2 separate regions of the Mus musculus genome follow, and region 1 is linked to region 2. The links are chromatin contacts, called in public HiChIP or PLAC-seq maps. All regions are on one chromosome and are shown on one strand. Each heading gives the region's core, a stretch centred on a gene start, on an enhancer-like site or on the middle of the called end of the contact. The rest is flanking DNA. Distances are from core to core; before and after follow the strand shown.

Region 1 (5,993 bases), core at 1,211-3,710, 57 kb before region 2:
ACAGGAGCCAACAACAGGCAAACCCTCCTGTGCTCACTTGTGACTTGAGCTTTTCTGTATGCAAGTTACACTCAATAAGGCAGGCTGGAAGTGTGTGGGTCCCATCCCAGTCACTGACTGCTGACTGAGCAAGGTGCTGTTTTCCTTAAGAATGAAACAGTCCAATGGTTGCTGCTGAGTGGCAGGTCTAAAGTCAGAGATTCTTTTGTTTGTCATTATAAACCTTTGAGCATTGACAAAAATGTCTTTTAGCTTGAGAAAAATATACAAATAAAACAAAAATGGGCCCAGGGGTTCATCCCATAATCAGCCACCAAACGCAGACACTATTGCATACGCCAGCAATATTTTGCTTGAAAGGACCCTGATATAGCTGTTTCCTGTGAGGCTATGCCAGCACAAGGCAAATACAGAAGTGGATGCTCACAGTCATCTATAGGATGGATCACAGGGCCCCCAATGGAGGAGCCAGACAAAGTACCCAAGGAGCTGAAGGGGTCTGCAACCCTATAGGTGGAACAACAATATGAACTAACCAGTACCCCCAGAGCTTGTGTCTCTAGCTGCATATGTAGCCTAGTCGGACATCATTGGGAAGAGAGGCCCCTTGGTCTTGCAAACTTTCTATGCCCCAGTACAGGGGAACGCCAGGGCCAAGAAGTGGGAGTGGGTGGGTAGGGGAGCAGGGCAGGGGGAGGGTATAGGGTTTTTTTTTGGGGGGGGGGAAGGATAGCATTTGAAATGTAAATGAAGAAATTATCTAATAAAAAATTAAAAAAAAAACCAAACAAACAAAAAATGGGTAGTTCAAAACAAGTACAAGCCACATGGTTTGTCTGCTGCTGTCTGTCTGGGCATCGGTCTCTCAGCACAGAACGATCAGAATGAAAACTGCTGATGTTCAACAGAAACTTTCAGTTTTATTTCCTTTTCTCGGACCCACTGAGAAGAACAAGGCAGCCAAGAGAGTGAACTTGAGCTCTGCGGAAAGGGACCTGATCAGTGCCGTGCAGCGAGGAGATGGCTGGGGCAGTAACAGTAAAGAAAGCTCGTTTCTGGTAGCATGTGCAGTCTCAGAAAGCCTACTTCTAGGCAAAGCAACGTGTATGAGGGTTAACACACTCATGCTTTTCTGGAGTACTTCCTCGTTCTCAGCACACAGCATTCTATTCCTTCTACAAAGCACAAGCACAAACCAGACCATGACAGGCAGCTGCAAGCTCGCCCGTCTTCAGCATCACTTTAAACAGCCACCTTAATTAATTTTCCCTCATGCTCATGCTTACATTCCCAGCCCTTGGGAGACTGAGGCAGGAGGAATGCCAAGCACCCAAGGCCTTCGGGACAATAAACGGTGAGAGCATTTCTCAAAATGCTAATCAAACAAACAAACCAAAAAAAAAAAAAAGTGGGGGTGGGAAGAAAAATATTTTCTCAAAAGGACAACTTGGAAAACTAACAAATGTACAAGAGGACTGCTCTCTGTTTTCTAAGGTGTGTTTACTTAGTGTGTGTCAGAGTATGAGCACTATGAACATACAGAGCTTGTGCAAAGAAGATGGTCAGATTCCTTGAAGCTGGAGTTACAGGCAGCTGTGCAGTACCCAATGTGGGTGATGGGAATTGAACTCAGGTCCTCTGGAAGATCAGCCAGGACTGTTAACCATTGAGCCATCCTATCCAATCCCATGGGGAATTCTCTTTTTTTTCCATTGTTCTAGGTTTATTTGATGTTTTCCTTGGCATGACACTTGGGTGGTTGGTTCCATCATCCATATTTCATTTCACATAATAATATTGAAATAATCTTACATTTCACAAAATATTGCAATGTACACCACAGACACATAACACATAAATTATCCTGTAGCACAGTTATGTACAAGATATGCATATGAAAGGAAATAAAACTGTAATTCATGTAATGTATGTCAAATAGCCCAAAGAGTTGTTTGTGAGCTTTGAAACCTGGGGCTGAGAACATAGCAGAACAGACCAGGACATGCCCGGGCAGGCCCATCGCCTCCCTATCTCCTACCCCTCTGACCTAAGTTAAATGTTACAGCTGATGTTTAAATGGACCAATCATGTGAAACCGCGCCAATTCCTCCCCCAGCCCCACTCCTTTTCTATAAAAACCCCTAGCTTCCAAGCCTCGTGGTCGAATCCACTGTCTCCTGTTATGTGAGATACGTTTCGACCCGGAGCTCCGCCATTAAAAACCTCTTGTTGTTACATCAAGGTGTTGTGTTCTATTCGTGATTCTTGGGTGCACGCCGAATCGGGAGCTGAGTGGGGGTTTCCCCACTGAGTTCTTTCACATAATGGACTTAGACACTGCAGCCAGGTTATGACTAACTGGGAACTCGCTGGCCTAGGCATGTTTGATATGGGCGCGCAGCTCAGCAATGCAGCAGGCTTACAGGATAACTGAAGCCTGCACAGTTGGCAGTGTGTCTTGGAGACAGTGGGACTGTCACACTAGCCATGTTACCACTACACAAGTCCCACCTGGCAGCAGGGTGGAGCTGTGAGGTGCTTCTGTGAATCTCCCCACAGATCTGCTTCCTCTCTCCAACACTTGTACCTTCCCACTGAAAACATCTGAAATGCTTTTCAATTATTTTATACGTTTGATACAAGATAAAAATCATTCAATGTAATTCCTCAAGAACATGTTATCGGTGGCAACAAAGGGTAACGTATACCTTCTTGATGTTTGGGCTTTGACAATTGAAATGCTAGACATTGAACATGTGGTATAGACACACAGAAGTCAACTGCCTTATCCCCGAGCTACTCTCAACCCTTACAAAATGCATATTCTTTTTTTTGTTTGTTTTCGAGACACGGTTTCTCTGTATAGCCCAGGCTGGCCTTGAACTCAAAGATTCATTCACCTGCCTCTGCTTCCCAAGTGCTCGCATTAAAGGCGTGCACCACCACGCCCAGTTAAAATTCAAGTTATCATTTTAAAATTCCATGCATAAGATGTGATGCAAACTCATTTATATAAATTACAACGGCCATCACTCAGGGTTTTGTAAATGATACATGTAAAGGTGAAATGGCTAAGCAGGAGGAAAGGTGCCTGTGAGATTTTTACTTGTGCTCCTACAAAAAGCGGAGGGGATAACATGTCCTCGCCCTCACCTCTGTCTCTTCTTCTGCTCCAGATGCCGATCCCACTCTAAGTCTAGGACGTCATTCACATCCTGGACAGCAAATTTCACGTACTGGTGAAGGCGGCGAATTTCCTACAAGAGAAAAATTAAAAGGCAAATGATTCATTGTTCTGGTAGCTAGCTGGGTAGCTGGGGGGAAGATGCATTAAAGTATTCAAAAATAATCTTGAAATATTTCTATATTGAGAACTGTATGAACAAGGAAAACACTAGGCTTTAATATATCCATTAAATAAAAGCCATTTAATAAAATGAAAAACGGAAATTCCATTTCTGCAGTAGTGTAACAGAGATGGAGCAGAGACTGGGGGAGAGGATGAGAGGAACAGACGCACCCACTTCCTCTCCCCTGCTGCCCCTGGGAAGGGTGGGACTTGCAGGAGCAGCCCACTATGCTCACTCACAGTGCGCCCATTTAGTTCTCCTCCCCCATTATGAAATGAACTGTCAAGTAGACAAGCTGATTCAACAATTGGTGCTGGGAATACCTCTGACCCTAGATATTCATAGCACAGAACATACAGGCCATCTCACCATTTGAGAAGCACTATTCAAAAATACACAATGCTATCCATACTGGAAGTCAACTCACCACACCTAAAACTCCAACAGGCTGCTAAGCCTGTAATAACACTCTTTCAGCTGGGGGCACAGCTAACCTTCATGGCTATACGATTTTTCACTCAAAAATTAAAAATGGAGCTAATTATTTAATCAACGAAGTATACAGGCACTGAGAACAGCCCAGGAGGCTCTTCACACATGGCACTTATCTGACTGTGGGGAAATGTATTTCACACACATTCTGAGAAAAGTGTTCTGTCTCAACCATAAAACAGAAAATGTCATTTAGAAAGAGCCAAGCTGAATCCAGGGAGGCAGCGGCCTCAAAGGCATTCAATGACCATAGAAGGCTTTCTTTCACCCACCTCAGCCATGACCTCAGGCCTGCACTAGCTGATGCCCTTTCTTCCGAACACGTGCCAACTGGGTGGAGCAGCACCTTCTTCAAAGGCAGGCTGCAACATTTTGCAGTGGCTTCCACCTTGTCATCTGTGGTCCCATGGCAATATACCCCACATGAAAATTGTACGTCCACCTTCCTGATTGTAGCACAGGGGCTAAGGGCATGGCGCAGGCTCTGTTAGTTATGAGCCGCAGTCTGCACTGCAGCACCACCCCTGCTTTGTATGTGGTAAGTGGCCAATTATATTTCCTGCAATTACCTATTTAGCATGGTCAAGAAGACAATTACTCTTTTCTCAGTGTGGAAGCTCAATGCTTTCCTCTAGGCCAGGCAACTGGAACAGAGGCAAAGGGGTTTGTGTGTGGGGCTGCAGTCTGAGAACAGCCCTGGCAAGAAATACCCACAGAGAAAGAGCAGTCAGTGATCCCAAGAGATCACTGAGACCTCTGTAAGAGCCATTCTCTCACCCTCCAGGTGCTGGGAGGACTCCTGGGCATGGGATAGAAAACCAGGAACAGAAGCCTAAGGTCTAAGTCCTCTGTATAGAGGCCCTCACCACACCCACAGACCATGTCTGAAGTGAGGAGAAGCAGGGCTGCCTACGCACCCCTCTGGACTCCATGATGAGTGGAAGGAAAAGATGACCCGTGCACACAGAGGCAAACAAAACTCAAGTAGCTAAAGAGAAATATAAGTGCTACAGCACAGCAGGTGACAGAGCTCCCAGTCCGAGGCTCTGACGGCACTATCCCCAGCGAGCATGAGCTCAGGCCAGACCTCCTTAGCTCAGGATGCACCATCTCTCTGAGGAACCAAGAGCTCTCACTGGAGAGCAGCTGCGGTCTGCATGCTGTTCTTATATTTGAGAGGGTCTTCATTTAGGAAAGCCCAGGTTGGCCTCAACTCAGCAGTCTCCTTCTCTATCTCCTGAGTGTGAGGCGTGTGCTAACACAGTGTTTCCAGCTACTTCCACAGAGGGAAATAATGTCTAAAAATACCTATAGACCGCCGGGAAAGGTGCCACAGTGATGTTATGATTTTTTCATTATTATTTCATGATTTGATTTATGAATACCTATTTTAACAAAGGACTTTATCAAACTCAAGACTTAAATCTTTAAAGTAAAAATTTTAAATTATATTTTAAAAAAGTGTACCAGTTTCTTTGCTGCAAGTAAATTTATGGAAAAGCACAGCCAGTGTTTAGCAGAAAATCAGCAGCTTCCTGAGGAGACAGCACTCATACCCACTCAAAACCACATCCACGGACTCAAGCTCACTGCTTCTGAACCCGTCTTGACAGAGAGGCTTCGCTCGCCTACCTGGAGCTGGGCCTCGCTCTTGGGATCCAGCGGTCTTTTATAAAGCAGGTGGAGATACCCAGAGTCGTGATTTCTTCCGTGCTGTTCTCTGGCTTCTTCGACCCCAGCAAAGCCCTCCAGCAAAGTTGTTTTCAGAGTACTTATGTCTCCATGAAGAGACTGGAAAAGGCCCAGAGAGGTAACAATGGAACTGCTGTATAGCCACAAACACAAACACAAAACAAGAAACCCTCTATGTAGACCCAGGAGGATAAATGCCCACTATTTAAATGGTGAAGATCTCAGTTTAAAACTTTCTTTGTCCCCATGCTCAAAACTGCTTTCCTATAGTTTCAGCTTTTGTTTTACTTTGTTTTGTTTTGTGTTGGGGGTTGTATAAACATGTTCTATCGTTTTTTTGTTGTTGTTGTTGTTTGTTTGTTTTTTTGTTTTTCGAGACAGGGTTTCTCTGTGTAGCCCTGGCTGTCCTGGAACTCACTCTGTAGACCAGGCTGGCCTTGAACTCAGAAATCTGCCTGC
Region 2 (6,304 bases), core at 1,521-4,020:
AGCGACCTTGCTGCTCACAAACAGCCTCCTCACAGGAGAGGGAAAGCCCCAAGGAGAATTGGAGTATTGGTCCAGAAAGTCTTCCCAGAGCTGGGCCAGACAGCAGCCGGTGGTTTCCATGCTCATGGGCACAACAGGTGGCTGGTCACAAAACCCCCATGCAGTGAGTCACAAAGTCATGTCCTGTATGGTTTCCTGCCTCTATGGGGACAGCAGGCACTGCTCAGCCCAGCCTAGCCCATCACCCTAGAATTCACACACCAGGTAGGGCAGAGAAGGTGTACTCCGATGGAAGACAATTGGATCTGTCATTACAGCCATGGCCATGGGTCAACCAGGCTGGGACCTTCAAGTGGAGCCACTCTGAGTCTACCGTCCTCCAAAGGGGCATGCCCAGCTGGTATGTCCCTGGCACACCTCCACGCCTACTCCCTATACCTGAAACCCTCACACAAACAAATGACGATGCTCATGACAGCCGCCAACTCTGTGCGTTTCACACACAGCGTCTGGCTTTTAAAAAAAAATCACTACTATTATCTCTTGCTGGCAAAGGAGGCTCAGAGGGGTGAAGGAAGCAGGTCGATGGAACTCACAGAGCCAGTGCTTGGCTGCCTGCCTCCTGGCTCTAATGCCAGTGTAGTCACCATGGCCTGCTGTGATGCGGGAGCAGCTGCATGGTCCAGCTTACTCCCCTAGGGACCTACGCTCTGGATTATACTCCGGCCCAATGGCAGCTCAAGCTCACGTGGAAGATCTCAAAACAGCATCCACAGCACAGAAAAGAGCAAGCTGCAGCAGTGGCTCCCGTGTGGCCTTGGCTCAGCTGCTTGCCCTCTCTGGGTGTTTGAAGACCTGCAGTGGTTAGATCACAGCTCCCCCTAGCCCACTTTCTGCAGCATCAGTACTGCCACGCCCCTTTTTGAGCCACCTGTTCCAACAGCTCTCATCCCAAGCCTTCACCTGCGTACGTCCCCAAGAACAGAAAGCCCCAAATCTCCACTCTTCTGACTCTTCTACTAAGGTCATCTAATTAATGTCCATATCCAGCTGTCTCTGGCTTAGGGTCCCATTGGCTGTGGGTGGAGCCAGCTAGCTCAGAACCTTCCTAACAAAATGGCCCCGGGGGCTGTATGAGGTCAGGGTCCCAGGTTCCTGTCCAGAAAGCAAAAGCAGCCAAGGCTGGGGTAGCACTGAGGCGTCTTGGAGAAGTCCATCAGGCCTGGGATCTGAGCCCAGCTATATGCACACGGGTCCCCCAAGACCATGCTCTATGACAAGCCCCAAGGGAAAAGGGAAGGGTCCTAGTAAGAGGCCCCAGAGCCCTACAGGGACTCCTGGAGCTGGTGGACGGGAAGAGACACCTATCTGGGTCTAGACAGTCCATGGAAATAAAGGAATTAGGTCGAAACACTTCAACAGGACCACAGCCCTGGCATCTCCAACGACCTCCAGTTACCTCTAGTGTGCTAACCCTACCAGCTAGCTCCTCGACAGGGGCCTGGAGTTTGTCACTCTGGGTGTCCAGGGACCAAAGGGGCAAATAAGAAGAAATGCCTCCCCTTATATCAATTGGCATACCTCAGCCCCAATGTACTAATAACTCTAGGGTAGAGTGTCTAGCATGGAGAAAATCTTAAGTTCAGTCTCCACTGTAGAGGAAAAGAGAGAGAGAGAAAGAGAGAGAGAGAGAGAGAGAGAGAGAGAGAGAGAGAGAGAGAGAGAGAGAAACTAACTTCGCGGGCTGTCTCCCTAGCGCTGGACCCCAGAAGATGTAGGCTCCTTACTTTCCTGAGCCCACAAAGTGACCCTGCAGGAAGCGAGAAGCTCTTACTGAGACACCAGTCACATCTGAACACAGATCCTGGGAACCCTAAAGCCTCAGGCTGTGCCACCTCTGTGCTTTGCCAATCCAGGAGGCCCTGACACCGTTTCTTATCTCCTGGGATCTACACGCTCAGTAGCAAACGTACGGAGCTGCTATTGTGTCTCTGGCAGCAGCGGAAGGATTTCTTTCTAGAACTTCCCCAGGACCAGGACCAGCATAGAAGAAAAAAACAGTCCCTTGGGCAACTTTTCTAAAAGCTGGTGCAAAGAGCTGTGTGTTAGAGTTGGAGGTGGGAGGCAACAAGGAAATGCCAGCATTAGCCAGCTCCTAGTGTTAAGTTCTGCGGGTCTATGGAGACAGCACTGGCCCTGGGGTCTCTCCTGGCGCCAAACCCCTTAGGTGGTCCCCAGCCGGCTCCCTCACCCGCCCCACCTCCCTGGTCGAGAGTTACAACTTGCAACTGGAGACGCCAGGCAGAGAACTAAGGGGTGGAATGGACTTACCTGGAGTTGGAGGCCACACAGCAGGGGCCAGGGATGCAATTGCAGAAGGCCAGGGGTAGGGGAGGAAGGGGCTGATTTTGTCTGGGGGGAAGGGGTGGCACAGTGCGGCACATGGGACCCACACGCTGTCCCACACAGTGACGCGGCTTACCCGATTGATCTCCTCGAGCCTCTTCTCCTGCCGGGCTTTGAGCAAACCGAACGCCTTCCCTCCTGCGGGAGACAAAGAGTCGGCGGGGAAGCTAGGGTACCAACCGGGCCACGCGCCCCCTCCGAGTTCCCGCGCGCGCCGCACAGCGCACACAGGTGGCGACCCAGGGACGTCCGGCGCGGGATAGCGCGGGGACAGCAGGCGCCTACCTTGGAACCTGTTGCTGAGTGCGACCGACATGGTATGAGCCCGACTCCGGACAAGGCCAGGGACAACAGGGAGGAAAAGTCGTCTGGTCCAGACCTTCGGCAGCGTGTGGCGACGGGACCCAGGGGCGGAGGGACCTCGCGGCCGGACACACCCCGCCCCTCCGGCGGCCCGCCTCCTGCCCCCCTCCCCGCTGCCGCGCGCACCCGGGGCATCAAAGCCCGCTGTTTAGCCGGACGCTTAGCCCGCCGCCGCCCCTCTGCTGGAGGACGCGGAAAATGCAAGATGGGAACGCCCTCTTTCCCCATCACCAGAAGAGACAATATCACATCTCACTAAGAACTTTGCAGAGCTGGTTGTGAAGATCAAGTGCCAATAGAGGCTGTCACCTCACTGTCACCTTTGCCCGGCAGTGCCACGATAACACCGATATTTTAGATAAATACGTGTGTTGGTGCAAATACGGTGTACCTGACACTTGGTCTTTGTGTGTCATTTCCCCTAACTACAAAGTAGTACCGGTATGCCTACTAGATAGAAAAGTCTGGAAGCTGAAGCTGGGACACGAGTCCTCTAGGGTGGTAAAGAAGCAGCCTGTGACTTGAGGAGAAGCCAGGGTGGGCATGCAAGAACTAGGAACTTGTAAAGAAAGAGATCATGAATTCCAGTGTCCAACCTGAACAGACTAGAGACCCTTTCTAGAGACAGGGTCTCCCTCCATTGTTACATTGTGGACACAGGCACAGATCAGGATTGCCCTAACCATGGGATCCAGGAATCCCTGTTCCCCTGACTTATTTCAAGTCTACACTCCTTAGATTGGGATCCTGGGACCAGCTGACTGTGGGGACGGGTAGCCAAGCTCACACAGGGGAGTCCAGTGGTCCAGATAGAATGCTATGGGGCTAATGGGAGGAAAGATGCTTGCGAGGCAGGGCTCCTGCTCTTAGGTTCCTCCCACTATGCATTCATTCATTCATCTGAAGCTGGGCACTTGACACAAGCTCCCTAAGCAGCAGAATAGGAGAAACAGGAGCAGGGACTGCACTGTAGAAGGTAGGCCCACAAGGGCTTGGGAGTTCAAAGCCTGCATGGTCGTGTTCCCTCTGAAAGCTCGGGCAGGAACTGGACTCAGAACAGGGCCCTATTGCTCTGGTCACAGGCTGCCCATGGTCCCAGCTAGCTGGGTTAGCTGTTGTTGTGTGACCAACTTTTCCTGAGGAGATACAACACACACGTTTACTCACCCCAGTTTAGGAACCCACGAGAGATCCAATTACAGATATCACCCAAGTCCAGCTTGGTGACCCAGTAAGCTTTATTAGGGTTATTTACAAGAATATGGGTGAAGAGTTAACTTACAGAAACAGAAATGACTCACAGACAGCTGTGTTGCCAAAGTCCACCCCCTAGCATGGATGACAGCTCACAAAACTGGGAACCTGGAGCCCGCCGCATGGTCTACAGACAGTGTGACAGGTTGGATGGAGAGTCTCCTTTCCCGGGGCATCAGTTAGTCTAACCAGCAGGCAACTCTACTTGTCTAAGAGTCTTCTTGCAGCTGGGTTCTGCTGAGGCCGGCAGGAAGGGGCCTGGGGAATCCGCTCAGTTTCAGGGAGCTCTTGAAGCTCTTGTTTTGGGCTGTTTACCTCTCTGCCTGAGGAGCCCCCCTACCGGAAGGAATGTTTTCTCCTCAGAGAAGACTGCTCCACAGCTGTTCCTGGCTGTTCAGTGGGATAGGACAGGGGCCATCCCAAGTTCTACTGCTCAGCTGGCTGCTGAGTTAGACAGATGTTCAGCTGCTGCTAGCATTCCCCTCCGTCATGTGCAGCCCCACCTCTGGACCTTCTGAGTGGCTCTGCATACACCAGGCATGACCATACCGCATGAGTCACTTGGCAGGCCTGAGACTTGTTTCCTAGGAAGCCTGGTCTCCGCCCACTAGAGATGCTGGGACCACGCTTTGCTGTACATCATGGCTCAAGTGGGTAGAGGTTGGCCATCCATCAGTGGAGAAACTGGGTTAAGGCCAGAGAAGTGCCGGATCCTGCCCCAGATTTTGACTTTAGAGCTCCCATGTCCTTTATATCACACACCAGATCCTAATTACCCAATCCCGTCTTCCGTCTTTCTACCCCAACCCTGGCAACCTACCATATCAGTCCCACTCAACATAAAATGGCAGCCACACCATCCTCAGCCTCACCTTGACCTCAAGGTTCTCTCTGGAGGGATGCTCCTCTCCTCAGAACACTTTGCCTGTACATATATGGCATGTCTCACCACAAAGCCTTGGACACAAAGTCCCTGGTATTTTGGCCAAGCAGGGGACTTGACCACTCAACATTTGATGTGGGGCTGGAGTGGTGGATCAGCAGTTAAAAGAAGTGTCTGCTTGCTGAACAGTGGTGGCGCATGCCTTTAATCCCGGCACTTGGGAGGCAGAGGCAGGCGGATTTCTGAGTTCAAGGCCAGCCTGGTCTACAGAGTGAGTTCCAAGACAGCCAGGGCTACACAGAGAAACCCTGTCTCGGAAGAACAAAAAAGAAGAAGAAGAAGAAGAAGAAGAAGAAGAAGAAGAAGAAGAAGAAGAAGAAGAAGAAGAAGAAGAAGAAGAAGAAGAAGAAGAAGAAGAAGAAGAAGAAGAAGAAGAGAAGTGTCTGTTTGTTCACCTGGGTTTGGCTTCCATCACTCACATGGCAGCTATCAGCTATCTGTAACTCCAGTTCCAGAGGACCTGAAGCATGCATGTGGTTCCCAGATATGCACGCAGGCAAAGCACACATACATATAAAACAAAAATGAACAGAATCTCAAAATAAAAATAATAGCTGAGCAATGGTAGTTCACACCTTTAATCCCAGCACTTGGGAGGCAGAGGCAGGCAGATCTCCAAGTTCGAGGCCAGCCTGGTCCACAGAGAGAGTTCCAGGACAGCCAGGGCTACACAGAGAAACCCTGTCTTGAAAAAAAAATGAATAAAAAAATAAAAATAATGAGCTGATGATATGCATGCCCAGGGCTTTGTAGAGGATGGAGGAAGGGTGCAATATCATCAACCATTATGTACAAGAAAGACAAGGAAAGCTAATTTGTAGAGGCAAGGCCTAAGCAAACGGAAAAGAGCCAAGCTGAGGCCAAGGAAGAAGGCAGGAGGGAAAAGCTACCCATCTCAGCAGCCCCAGGCTTAGGTTTCTCTAAAGCCTGGCAGCCTCTCCTAGCCCAGAAGTCCAAATCACCCTCCCAGCGACTTCCACTGTCCCATTGAAGCTAATCTGGTAATCATTTTGGCCTTGTGGCCTAACGCCTTAATAAAATAGAGGATGCTTTACAATCTGCTCTAATCTAAGTTTGCAATGACCGATCCAAGCCAGGCTGTAACCTTGGCTGCTACCTGCCCTCTTATATGGGTCATTCTCCCCCCTCTGTCCCCGTCTCTCCACCCTTCCAGACCCAGGCTCAAGGCCCCCTCCTCTCGATGGTGGCCCTCCTTTCCTCTTACCGTCCTACTGGACAGAATTAAGTTCAGTTCTCTGCCTCAGTGTCTCCACCCTGAACCAGGGAGTGGCAGACGAACTCTTTGTGTACCACCTCTATCCAGGCCCCTCACCTTTG

The links. HiChIP or PLAC-seq counts read pairs in DNA pulled down with a chosen protein or histone mark.
Region 1: a contact with region 2 is called in an H3K27ac HiChIP or PLAC-seq map of embryonic stem cells, with 22 read pairs. The contact joins the enhancer-like site here to the promoter of Aif1l in region 2. A contact is called at or near these places in 1 of 39 promoter capture datasets (the HPC-7 cell line), 1 of 484 Hi-C or Micro-C datasets (embryonic stem cells), 2 of 115 datasets of contacts at active chromatin or transcription factors (both in embryonic stem cells) and 4 of 9 other capture datasets (adipose tissue, embryonic stem cells, liver and 1 more).

The regions. Positions count from the first base shown.
Region 1 is chr2:32,003,953-32,009,945 of GRCm38.p6, reverse strand. It overlaps Nup214 (nucleoporin 214), which reads right to left. Exons shown (of 36, transcript NM_172268.2): 17 at 5,475-5,633; 18 at 3,154-3,257. Among named protein-coding and RNA genes, the nearest start is that of Gm13609, 10 kb to the left of the region's middle. Within about 2 kb of position 2,460, at least 18 of the 459 cell types and tissues checked have an H3K27ac peak or open chromatin away from gene starts, as enhancers often do. A contact at or near this core is called in embryonic stem cells, where this site is marked.
Region 2 is chr2:31,946,769-31,953,072 of GRCm38.p6, reverse strand. It overlaps Aif1l (allograft inflammatory factor 1-like), which reads right to left and starts at 2,770. Exons shown (of 6, transcript NM_145144.1): 1 at 2,692-2,770; 2 at 2,483-2,544. The coding sequence starts at 2,722. It overlaps Lamc3 (laminin gamma 3), which reads right to left. Exons shown (of 28, transcript NM_011836.4): 28 at 3,990-6,304.